Linked DNA regions of Gossypium hirsutum: region 2 is linked to region 1. The links are chromatin contacts, called in public Hi-C maps. All regions are on one chromosome and are shown on one strand. Each heading gives the region's core, a stretch centred on a gene start, on an enhancer-like site or on the middle of the called end of the contact. The rest is flanking DNA. Distances are from core to core; before and after follow the strand shown.

Evidence for each region. A called contact is a pair of places that touch in the nucleus more often than the background predicts.
Region 2: a contact with region 1 is called in a Hi-C map of hypocotyl, with 1.6 times the contacts expected there. The contact joins the promoter of LOC107922144 here to the enhancer-like site in region 1. A contact is called at or near these places in 3 of 34 Hi-C or Micro-C datasets (anther, hypocotyl and petal).

The regions. Positions count from the first base shown.
Region 1 is chrD01:21,253,021-21,259,978 of Gossypium_hirsutum_v2.1, forward strand. No RefSeq gene overlaps it. Among protein-coding and RNA genes, the nearest start is that of LOC107921114, 14 kb to the left of the region's middle. Within about 2 kb of position 4,466, at least 2 of the 9 cell types and tissues checked have an H3K27ac peak or open chromatin away from gene starts, as enhancers often do. A contact at or near this core is called in hypocotyl, where this site is marked.
Region 2 is chrD01:21,484,607-21,491,564 of Gossypium_hirsutum_v2.1, forward strand. It overlaps LOC107922144 (polyadenylate-binding protein 2), which reads left to right and starts at 3,581. Exons shown (of 9, transcript XM_016852014.2): 1 at 3,581-4,206; 2 at 4,938-5,056; 3 at 5,370-6,026; 4 at 6,133-6,210; 5 at 6,291-6,380; 6 at 6,609-6,734; 7 at 6,915-6,958. The coding sequence starts at 3,954.

The DNA.
Region 1 (6,958 bases), core at 3,216-5,715:
TTCATAGAATTTTTAAACTTCTTAATAGAAATCAAATCAAATTTTAAAAGAAGTTGATTAGATTTACTTAGGTTACCATGGATGAGAAGTTGTGATTATAAGCATCCTTTGTAATGAAGAAAAAGAGATCATACCCAAGCAAATATCAAGTAGTCATTGATTCTAATGATTCTTAAACTAAACAATTAAATTTCAATGCTTGGATTCCAACAAAATTTTGACACAAACTAAGAACATATTAATCATCCTTGCATTTTAGCATCATAGTAAAAATTTTCATCTTTTACCGAAAAATTATCCTCCATTTCATCATTTTGGGATAACAAAATTTGTCTCAATATTGTTTTTTCTTTTAATGGATGTTTTGATAAAGTTTTACTAGATGGTTAAACATATGACAAGTACATGACCAATGCATTTTCATACCACATTGGTAACATGAATTTTCAATAACCTTCAAATATTTTGACCATCATTTTCTTGTTTTTTCTTATTATTCTTTTTCTAGAGGTTAGAAGTATCACTATTATAACCACCATGATAATAATTATTATTACGTCTCCAATCACATCCTCAATTACGATGACAATCATGACTACTATATTTTGTTTTTTCATAATTGTTATGTATTGCTATATTCACTTTAGGAAATGAAACATTTTTCACTAGAAGACATGAAATCGTTTCAATATACTTTTTAAAGCTGTTTTTTTTACAGTATTGTTTCTGTAGGAGCACATTAGATATTTCAATTATAACAAGATTTAAGAGTATTATTGTTTTCTAATGGTCAAATAATTCTTTCAAATTATTACATAATTCAGGATTCAAGATGATATTTCGCAATTAGATATTCCACTTTTAATCCTTCATGTAGATGATGTTGGAAAAATACAATGATTATTTTTCTTTGTCTATATAAAAAATTAATTTCGTTTATACTCACAAATCATGTGTGTCTTTATCAGAAATAATCTAATAGGCAATGTAGTTATCATATCAACCACATATGTTATGAAAGATATACATATTTAAGCAAAAATATTCAAGTTGTTGATACTTCAATCTTATTCAAAGTCTTAGATCATAAACAAGCATATCATGGAATATAAAAACATAAGCTCATACTTAAATATGAAGAAAATAAAATAAACATCATTTTTAATTTTTTTCATTAAAAATATTGAAGTTTCAAAGTCTTTCAAGCACGCATAAAAAAACATATACCTTAATATTGTTGCTTCAACAACGACGTTACACATCTAGATTACTTGTTTTCCAACAGAATATTGAATACTATATATCAGGTAAACTCGTGCTGGTAACGTATTATAAAATAATAATAATGCAAAGAACACAATAATAATATATGAAAATAAGGGAGATTTTTATTGCATTTCTCTTCTATTTTTTCATCATCATTACAAGTAGTATACTACTATATATATATAGGAAGATTGAACTCTTCATTTTCTAATATATAAATAAGAAAAGAGTTATAAGAATATGAAAGATAAAGAATTAAGAAAAATGAAAGAGAAAGAATTAAGAAAGATGAAAAATGAAAAGTTGATTATAATGAATATTCACTTAATAGTATTTGTAGCAATTGTTCATAAACATTAAATTGTATGTATTAGTCTATCACTAAGGGCTAACGCTTTTTGGGTTTTTTATTTTTATTTTTTCATTCTCCCCCACAACCTTTTGGTGATGGACTAAATATGTCCACTTGTTTAAATTATAGCTTTTCTCGTTTATGTTATTGACTTCCATCGTCAACTGAACTTCAGAGCTTTACATTTTCAAAGAACAGAAAACAAAACCTTCTTTTTTTAAAAAAAATGGATCACAAACTCTCAATCTCCACCAGCGGACAAAGAAATCCAATATCCACAAAGAGCAAAAAAGGAAAAAAGGTTGACAAATTGTGACTTGAAAAATGGAGTCTCTCTTTTTGGAGGGAAAATGGGATCAACGGCTATGAATGTGAAGTTCATGGGACCATTCTCAGGTAGATTTCAGACAAGAAATGAGTCGTGGGACATGGATTTTTGTTTTTTGGCACTTAAACCAATGGTATTAGCGGTGGTAGAGAATGGCTTTAAAGTTTAAAGTTTAGTACAGAAAGAATAATGCAATAAGTTAGAAGAATGAAGGTAGACATGGGAAACAGACATTTAAACTTTTAAGGAGTGTGAGAGGTCAAGATTTTTAACTTTTCTTTTGAGTTTGTGGGAACGCCACAAAGAGGTTAAAACAAAAAATACAGGAGAATAAGAAAAAAGGGGTTTGGGATAGGAGGAAGGAAAAGCAAAGAAAGAGTAAAAGGGGAAAAGTTTGTTTAGTGAGGATGTTTCAGTGCCATCAATTCCAACTGTGCTTGGACTGTCATCCATTTGATATTCGCTTCGGAATTCAACCTCTCTTTTCCCTGCACATTTGCACCTACTTTCCCTTACACGACATGACCATTTTCTCACCCATGCGATCATGTTCTTCATTTCCCTTTCTTTCTTATATACACTACTATCTTTCTCGATATCAAGAACGGATTAGAGGCGTTATAGTAAATTTCATTTTGTATAGTTAATTGCATGACCTAATCACCCATCTAAATCTCTAGTTGGTAATATATTTCAATCTGAACAATTGCTGCATGCCCTTAATTTTGCTTTTATTTTATCATGGTTGAAAGCAGTAACACAAACAGTTTCTCACTCCATCCTCTTCTATCAATTTCCCAAGCTGAAAAGATTTCCAAGCAAGACGATATACTAAGAGCTTAGAAATGTGAAATCTTTGGCTAAAGTGGGAGTAGATGACCCTTTTTCTCCTTCTTTAATATTTCATTTTTCTCTTTGTGATTAAAATTGATAAGCACAAAATTAAAAATATTTCCTAGTATAAACACACCATCTTGAATGTTTATTATATTATTGATTTTGTAGTTTTAAATATATTTTTTTATTATGATAAAGATTTATCACATTTTTAAATAAAAATTATAATTTTATTAAAATGTTTGTTTAATTAAATTTATTAAATGAATTTAGATTTTGTCAATAAAAACTTTATTGAATGAATAAATATCATAATACATAAAAACTTATAAATTAGAATTTAGATTTTGTCAAAAAAAACTTTATTAAATGAATTAATATCATAATACATAAAATGGTTAAAATTTATATTGAATTATCTTATATTTAAAGTATTATTTTTATTAACTACGCAAGAATTACATTATTTTAGTTTTAAATATCATATGTTATATAATTTTATATTTCATATAAAATTGTATATAATAGATTTATATAATATAAGCTAATATATTATATTATGTATATATTATCTACGAATTAATATAGTTATATTTATTATTAAAAATATAAAAATGAGGAGTAGGGAGTATTAATTTACAATATGTCAAAAATCTTGTCCTATAAAAATACTTTAAAATGATTAAGAATTATTTTATTATTATAATATTTTGATTATCAAATTAATTGATATATTTTAATTATGCTTACTAATTAATGTTACTTTGCATTATTTACTTAAAGTAACACTATTTAGTTTAAATCACAAAATTTAAACGCATAAAATCGCGTGTAATGTACATGTCAAGGTGATCATGGGTTAGGTTAGGTCAAGTTAAGATTTGATTTTAAAAAGAATTTTAACCTTGAGTCTAAGCTCGGCCTAACTGAACCCAACCAATGATCCATTTTATTGTTTAAGAAATATGTTACGAATGGTTTTATATTAACATTAATTAAAGTTAGATAATAATGATCTTAAAGTTATTTAATTTTATTTTAGATCGGGTCAAGCTAGTTCATCGTTAAGAAAATTTTACTCAAATTTAATCTAAGGTGAATCGGATAATAAAGCCAGGCAAGTCACTGGTCTTTGAATATATCTAAATGTGTGATACTAGAAGCATGGTTCTTTCAAATACATAAATATTTATAGAATTAAATGAAAAAATTATATAAAAATATTTTTATAAAAATTAAATGAGATTTTGATTCAAATCACAAAGCTTTAAGATTTTAATATCATATGTTCAAATCTTATATAATCATTTATTTTAGGTTTAAATTGTATTTTTTATAATTTTAATAAAAATACAAAATAAAAAACCCTCGACTTCTTCAATAAATTTTTTTTAGACATTTTTCAACTCACTTATGTGGGATCAACTCATGAGATTAATTGAATCGGAAGTAAATGCTATGGTTTGAATTTTATTTTGATATATTTATTATTCTCAATATATTAGGGTATGGTAGTTAGGGTTTGTAAAACAACAGTATGTTTTACTTTTAGTTAAATAAAGTAAAATGAGTTATGATATAACTCTACTTTTTTTATGATGATGGAATGTGGTCCATAGACACGTGCAGATGATGCCATTGTCTTTCTAATCATGCCTTCCCACCGTTTCTTCCACTGTGTGGGATCCACTCCTGTTATCTATATCCGACTATCCTTCTATTCTATACCTTTCATCTGCGTACACATTCATTATTCATTTTTAATTATAATATTTTAATAAATACTTTTTTAATTCAAAGTAATTTCTTTTGTATAATCACAACTTTCATATCCGTTTTAAAGTTTAAGATTAATTCTATTGAAATCGAAAGTGATTTCAAATAATTTTTTTAATTACTCATATTCATACACTTCTTTTCTTTTACATGAAACATGCAAATGTAAATAAATACTATATTTTATCATATTTATAATGTGAGTGAACGAAAATATTTTATATTAAAAATATATTTATATAAATATATCAATAAATAATTAGTAGTGGAGCGAAAAGATTTTTTATATGAATTGTTGATCCTTTGTTCGATTCTTAAATATGTTTTAGTTATTTTATTTAAAAATTATATCAAAAGATGAAAAGATGAAAAGATATTTAAAATAATATTAATTACTCTTTAAATTAAAAATATTTTAATAATTTTACATATGAATTTATGTTAAGTTAACTTATAACAATAACTTAATCAATCACTTTATATAAATTTTGAAATAGTTTATATTTTCATATTGAGCTGTTGTTTTTTGTGATATTAAAAATCTCATTTTATGAATTTCTAGAACGAAAACAAAACAAAACTGATACAAATTAACCCTTATTTTTCATTAGCTAAGGAAGAAAGAAGTTTGTAATTATTACAAACATTCCACCCATTTGATAAATTTTGACTGTCCATTCATAGGACAGCAAGTGTCCTAAAATCTGATCAAGTATTTGCATAAAATTTGAATTTCCAAAATAAAATATTTTTTTCATGAACATACATGCATGTAATTTAATGATTGGGTCAATCCAACCCTTATTCTCTGAAAGTGGAATAAGACAATGGGATTTTAAGTTCAGTTTTGATGAGCTGCAATTTTTCTGGTCTTTGTTAGGTGGTTTTTGGTCCAATTCTAGGACACTTCATTCGTTGCTGCCTTTGTTGAATCATTGCTCAGCTTTTGTTTTTCTCACCATGAAGGTAAAATTACTATAAAGTATTTTTTATTAAAAAAATAAGTAAATTTAATCTATGTACATTAAGGAAAGAGTAAATTGATTTTTTGTTAAAATTTTATCTATTTGTACTATTAAAAACTCGTATAGCTGGCAAAATATTAAGACAGTAATACTTTGTGTGTCATATGTATCTCATGCTAATATACAGTGATAATTTTTAACAATAAAAATAGATGAAAATTTTTTACAGAAAAATCAACTTACTCTTTAATCTAACAAATAACGATTGATCTATCTATTTTTAATAAAGAAAAAAAATACAATTTGACTCCTAATACAAAAACTTTTATAATATATTTACCCGTCATTTCATTCGTAGCTATTATCCCAATTTTTTTTGAAAAAAAATTAAATAAGTTTAAGTTATATTTTTGGCTTTGATTTCTTCTCAAATTAAAACTATTTTTGTATAAAAAAAAATCTCATTTTATGTTTAAACATAGACACAATCATAGCACGAACAATACTCTAACTTGAACTTTGTTTACCTGTACCAATTTGAATCGGGATAAAACCCTAAATCATAATTAAAATATATTAAAAATATTTTATGTTAATTATTTTACAATTAAATTTAAATAAAACTTTTATTATTAAACAATAACTTAAATCGAGATAAAATTTTCATGTACATTTGTATTATATTATTAATGACATGCAGACAAAATACAACTGTAATTTTACAATCATGCGCATATTTCTTCTTTCCATCTTTCATTATCATTGTTGAAGAATATATTATTATATATTTCACTAATTAACTAAAATTAATACTACAAATTATTGCTGTAAAATTGTCGTATTCAACATGTTCATCATGAATCTAATTTTGAGCATATCTTTTTCGATTTTAATTACATAATAATATAATTTAAAAATAAATATTTTTATCAAAATTAAGGTGTTTACTATCAATTATAATGATTAATTCTCTCGTTGTGGTATTTTCTAAATACGTAAATAATTGAACATGAAATATGTTTCATTTCCGTCATATTTCATGATCGGGAATCAAACTCCCACTTTATAGTTAAAAGATAAGGCGAATAACTACCACACTATAACCCATAATTTTAAAATAAATATTTAATATTTAATTAATTAATAATTAATTACAATGCAACACTTCATTAATCAAACAAATAAGAACTTTTCATGGGTAAATTAAAATGTTTAATAGGCTTAAAACATAAATACAAATAATTTATTTAAGACTAAAGAGAAAATTTTAAGTAATAAATATTAACCCCTCAAAGAAAGAAAAGAGAAAGAACTGAGGTTCCCGGTTGGTATGTGCTTTCAATAGTAATTGTATGCGGAGAGTACTTAGAAGAAAATTTTGATTTGCCCATAAAGAAAGAAAGAAGGTGAGAAAATAGAAAGAAACTAGAAACT
Region 2 (6,958 bases), core at 2,331-4,830, 230 kb after region 1:
CCCTCCAAACGATGATGCTGAACTAGAGCCAGAAAAGGTAGTTGAGTCAATAGTTGAGCCAGAAGTCGAGCAGAGCGTAGAACCTATCCTAATAAAAGTACCATTCCCCTCATGGTTAGAGGACAAACGAAAACAGGATGAAATAGAGTTTGGAAGTTTCATAAACTTATTTAAATCGTTAAATGTTAATTTTCCTCTCATAAAATTAATCGAAAAGTTCCTAAATATTCTAAATATTTAAAAGAAATAATGGCTAGGCGTAGGAAAATTAAAACGAGTGAGCAAGTTAATCTAGACGCATCCTGTAGTGCAATCATCATAAGACAAATACCCCTAAAATTAAAAGACCCAGGGAGTTTTACAATCCCAATAGAGATAGGGGGTATTCATTTTAGTAAGGCCCTATGTAACATAGGAACCAATATTAATTTAATGCCTCTATCAATTTATAAAAAACTCGGGTTAAGGGAGCTCAGAAATAGATATATCACACTACAGTTAGCTAACAGATCTTTGATACAACCGAAAAGAGTACTCGAAGATGTGTTGGTTAAAGTGCACAATTTTATCATCCCGGTAGATTTCGTAATCTTGGATTTTGAAGAAGACCGTAATATCCCATTCTGCTAAGACGACCATTCTTAGCTACATCTAGGTCCACTATTGACTTAGAAAAGAATGAACTAATATTGAGAATCAATGGTGAGACTGAAATTTTCAAATGTGGTCACATGCAGAATGAGGTAGTAAGGAAAGTCTAGGGAAAGCGTGTTATGAAATATCTATAAATTTCCCTAACAATTTTGAACCAAGAAAGGCATTTTCTGTGATTAATGCAGGACGAAAAGGTAAGTTCCAAGGGTGAGACTAGAGGAGCATGGTGGAGTAGCATGACGGGCGCTAAACCAATACAAATAGAAAATTAATAAATGACGCGTCCATGTACAAATTGACTGAGCTGATGGATGAGTCCACAATAACACTTTTATAATCCACAAACATTCTATTAATTATGTTGTAAATTTTTTGTAAAGTTAATTTTTGGTACATTTGAATAGCAGTAGGACTTGTACTGCGATTTCTTTTTTTTTTTTTTAAACCCTTTGCCATATTTTCCTTCAGATTCTGGTTTGGTTGCCTATTTGCCAGCAGATTTTGTCTTGCCTCATGTCATGCATATCAAGGCTCTCATCCACGATAATCATTGCTTTATGACTGCTTGGAAGGGAAACCCCCATGTCCACAATAGTCTGTCCAGGCCCACTCACATTTGGACTCTCATCACTAGTACCCTCACTAACATTTTCTTTTTTATTTGCATTAATCGTATGCCCCACACTTGTATTTATCCTATTCCCCACCAACCTTTCTCTTTGAGGGCTGAACCGTGCACCCTTTCTGTTATTAACATCTATTTGTCCTATTTTTCCTTTCCTTTTTAACTTCTTTGAGCTGAATATCCTTCAATTTTTCCAGAACAATCCGTATTATCCTCTTCAGCAATTTCTTCCTCAAAACTTGGATTCATCCTTGTAAACTCCAAGATATCAACGTTAGATAGAATCTCAAATCGCGATTTATTCGCAGTTGCCAATTATGTCTTCTTCTCCTTCACTCTGGTTGCATCACTGGGGGTTTTCGACAACCTTCTTCGACGTGTATTCGCCACCATCCAAGGGCCAAACAATCCTCCATTATTCGCATACTCGACATTCGAATCAGGTGCACCAGTACCCATACTCTCCCTTTCAACTCCACTCGGTGCCACTGCCTCAACTAGTTTTTGCTATGCGCAAGCCTCTTGCATATGTCCTTAACAGCCACACCCGAAACAAATTTAGGGCAGCCCCTCGTGTTCTATTATTTGAATAAACCCATCAATACAATACAGGAAAGTAAAGGTTTATTCAGATCAACAACAATTGCCATACGAGCAAACCTCCCCCTTCTCCCTCCAGACGTGTTATAGTCAATTTTGACTATATGTCCAACTTCATTTGCTAGTGTTCGGAACAACCCTTTTATATAATAGCGATATGGAAGACCAATAAGTCTTACCCAAACCAGACCGTGAGATGGATGTGATTTCCTTGTTGAGAAGTCCCGACTCCATGGCTTCACGGTTAAATAACTGCCATAAATCATCCATGGACCATCTAACAACACCCTTTCATAGTCCCCAGCATCACTAAATTTAACCAGGTAATAATCATGCTCCAAATCAACTAGTTGCAATCTCCCAAGCGGCAACCAAAGAAGTTTTAACCGACTAATGAGAGCTCTATATCCAATAGTTTTCCCCCGGTTAATAATCACATCCTCCGGCAAAACTTCAATCTCATCCACCAAACTCCAAGCACTTACAACATCCCCCCTCCATTAGCCGTCAACTTATCTTTATAAGATAACTTTCCCACAGAGGCTTCAGGCATATCTTGATCATCATTCACCAACGTAGAATCCTCTTTATTCTTTACTTTTTTTTGTCACCCTCTCCAACTACGAAGGGATAGAAGATGCCGGTCGTTCCAAAGCCGATGGTACTGTAGAGCCCATTGATATTTCTATAAGATAAAAACACTTTTAAAGTAATATTATTTTTTATTAAAAAGAAGGGTTAATTATCATTTAAATAATATTAAGGTTAATTATATTAATTAATTAATTAATTAATTATTATTTTAAATACTATTACTTTACATTAATTACATAAAGTAAAACTATATTATATATTGAATACGTTAAAAGTACCTTAATCATTATTTAAAATTTTCTATTATAACATTTGAATTAAAAAGTTAATATATTTTAATTATGTGTAACAACTAAAATAAAAAATATTATTTTACTCTAATTATTATAATTAAAAATATAATATTTAAAAAATAATTAAATAATAAATATGTAAAATCAAAAAGAAGAAAATAAAAAACCATCCGTTCTATTTTTAGAACTTTGGCCCAAGATTTACTAATATTTTTATTATAAAAAGGGGAGTACTACACCCTAATTTACAAGATAAACAGAGTTGAAATACAACTAAAAATGGTTTATTAGAAGACTCCAATTAAAAACAAACAAAACAAACGGCACAACTAATTGGCCAAGTCAAAACAACACGCATTGCGCAAAATAACAGAGTTCGGTTTTATATTTTTACAGTGAATTTTTTTATAAAAACAATTTATATGTATTTAAAATTTTACTCTATCTTATCTTATCAGTTCTAACAAATCATTTCAAAATATCGTCCGTTGACTTTTTTAAAATTCTCAATAATTATCTGTAGGATATATTAAAAGATAATAGAATTTATAGTTTTTTTTTCTCAAAATGCTGATTAACTAAAAGAAAGCATTAAAATTATCGAACAAAATAGCGTTTGAGTTTGAGAATAAGATTGATGACGTAAACAAAACACAAAAAGGAAGAAACTTGGTATAACCGTTGACGGCTGACATTGCCACGTGTAATTTCACTGCCCATTGTCACGCAAGCACCCTGATTTTGTCAGACGGCTAAGATCTGATTTCCATTAAAAGGATCAGACGGCGGATATTAACTTTTCTCAAACTGTCTTACCTATAAAAACGACACAGTTCCTTCTTCGCCGGTGCGGTGCAGTTTCTCTGCCCTCCTCCCCCAAAACCTTTCTTATTATTTAAAAAAAAATCTATTTTTACCCCAAAACTCATATATTCTCCGTCGGCGTTGTCTTCCGTCCGGTTCTCCTCCGGATTTCCGACGATTCTATCCCTATTTATCACTCCCTCTCCTCTTCATTCCCCAAAACACCAAAAAAAAAATTCCCACATATTTTGAACTTTAGTTCTAAAATCCTTTTTTTCTCTATAGTTTTGATTTAATAGAGATAGGAGAGGGAAGCAAAAAAAAGGAAAAAATCCGAAAAAAGGAGAAGGATCTAGGAGAGTTAGGGCTAGTTTATTTTGAGGATGGCGCAGATTCAGGTTCAGCATCAGGCGGCGGTTTCCGGTCCAAATGGCGTGGCCCCGGGAGCTGCCGGAGGAGCGCAATTCATGCTTACGTCTCTCTATGTCGGGGATCTTGATGTTACCGTTACCGATGAGCAGCTTTACCAACTGTTTAGCCAGGTGGCTCCGGTCGCATCAGTAAGGGTTTGCCGGGACTTGGCGAGCGGCCGCTCTCTTGGCTATGGCTATGTCAATTATAACAACCTTCGCGATGGTTAGACTTCTACTTGACTGTAAAAGATTAGTTTTTTTTTTCTAGTAATTTAATAATTTAAGGCTGCTCGGCGTAGTTAGTTTGATTGAGAATTATTCTACAATGTGAACAGAGTTTATTGAATTTTGGTAATCATTATCAATATACGGTTATTTGATAACTTTGATGTATTAAGGATTTGTAGATGCTGTTTGAACGGATCCGCTATCTAGGCATTATTTAAGGATTATTTATTCATTATTTTAACAAAGCTTTTCTCATAATACATAATTGAAAATTTCTTTTTAAAGGGAAAGAAAAGTCCTGCATTGATGACATTATGTTCAGTTCTTGATTACTTCCCTAAAGTAATTTAATTAGAATTTTAGGTGTATTATTGTATTTATGCAATTTGCCGATTTCCTTTTGTGCTAAATTGGAATGTCTTCAGTAACTGTAACTATAATTGAAGTTGAAGTACCGACCTTAGATATATACTTGGCTTCAGGATTGCACAAATTGCTTGCAATTTGTAGATATAAGAATATTTCTCAAACAAGTTTTGAGCTTTGATGTTTGAGTGTTTTACCAGTTTTGCCTGGCATTTCGATGAGTTGCTTGAACTTCTGCGTTACTAAATAACTTTAAAAAAAAATAAATGATGTGGGATAATTATCATGTGGGAGAATCAGTTCTTTCGTTGGAATTGTTCAAGTTAATTGACGGTGTCTTTTTGTTATTTTTGCCTGCAGCGGCTAGGGCAATGGATCTACTGAATTTCACACCACTGAATAATAAGCCTATCCGAGTCATGTATTCTCAGCGTGATCCTAGTCTTCGTAAGACTGGTACCGCAAACATATTTATCAAGGTATTGATGTGTTTTCCATTTTTACCTTTTTTTTCCCTTTCCTCCATTTGGATTTCTATTTCACTCCAAGGATATTTTTTTCTTTTTAAATCAGAAAAATGGTAATTTTGGTTGGCTGTTCCTTACCTTTGTAGGACTCTTGCTCCTGCCTGTTAAACTTTGTACTTTCACCTTTCACACGAAACTTCCTTCATTTCTTTGACTTCCATCGGTCTATTTTCTGTAATGGTTTTCATGTATGCATAATTTGTCTGTTGAAAAATGTTGGCTTTTAATGTTTAACTATAACTTTGATTTTTTGGTTTCACTGCAGAATCTAGACAAGTCTATTGACCACAAAGCATTACATGATACATTTTCTTCATTTGGCAACATTCTTTCTTGCAAGATATCTACTGATAGTTTTGGCCAATCTAAGGGCTATGGTTTTGTACAATTTGACAATGAAGAATCTGCTCAAAATGCAATCGACAAATTAAATGGTATGCTGATTAATGACAAGCAGGTCTATGTAGGACATTTCCTTAGAAAACAGGAAAGAGAGACTGCATTGAATAAGGCCAAATTCAATAATGTTTATGTGAAAAATCTTTCCAAGTCTACAACAGATGAAGACTTAAAAACAATTTTTGGTGAGTATGGTGAAATTACTAGTGCCGTAGTTATGAGGGATGCAGATGGGAAGTCTAAGTGTTTTGGATTTGTCAACTTCGAAAATGCTGATGATGCTGCTAAAGCTGTTGAGGCTCTTAATGGAAAGAAATTTGACGATAAAGAATGGTATGTTGGAAAAGCCCAGAAAAAATCTGAAAGAGAGCATGAGCTAAAAGCTCAATTTGAGCAAACTATGAAGGAAGCTGCAGATAAATCTCAGGGTGCAAATTTATACATTAAAAACTTAGATGATAGTATTGGTGATGAAACATTGAAGGAACTTTTTTCAGAGTTTGGTAACATTACTTCTTGCAAGGTTTGGTAAAATGCTTCTAGGTTATTTGATTGTTGATGCTAACTAGTGCAATCTTGTTTCTCTTGATATTTATATTATTACCCTTTTGCTCCTCAAAATTTTACAGGTTATGCGTGACCCTAATGGAATTAGTAAGGGCTCTGGGTTTGTTGCATTTTCCACTCCTGAAGAAGCCTCTCGTGCTGTAAGTTTGGTTTCTTTTTTACTTTGGGTGGTCATCCCAGTGTAGATCATAATGTAAAACATGTTGCTACACATCTACAGCTTGCTGAGATGAATGGTAAAATGGTTGTTAGCAAACCACTTTATGTTGCAGTGGCACAAAGGAAAGAAGAGAGAAGAGCAAGGCTACAGGTAATATGACCAATGATAATATACCATTAAAATTTTTGTAGTGTTATTTGTGTATACTTTCATGGCATTTTTCTTTAGTCCTGTACATCAATTTAATAAAGGAACATGTATTCTGATATTTCTGAAATTCTTGTCTAGTTCATCTTCTCAATCATTGAGAAGTTTGCTAATGGATCTATGAATCAACGTGTATTTCAAATAGTATTCTTACATATTTCTATTGTTCAGGCTCAGTTTTCTCAAATGAGACCAATTATCCCCTCAGTTGCTCCTCGTATGCCAATGTATGGTGCTCCAGGTCTTGGCCAGCAATTTTTATATGGGCAAGCACCTCCAGCTATGCTTCCTCCACAAGTAATATATCTTGAGTCCTTGTCAATCCTTTTAACTTGACTTGCTTGCTATTTTGGATGCTTGGATGATTTGTTAATATTATTCTCTACCTTTACTGGGTTTCAATTAGATAACACAGTTTGCCTCTCATAGAGGAGATTTGTATTTGAAAATGCTTGTTTCTTATGTTACCTATTCTAGGCTAGTTTTGGTTATCAGCAGCAACTGCTTCCTGGAATGAGGCC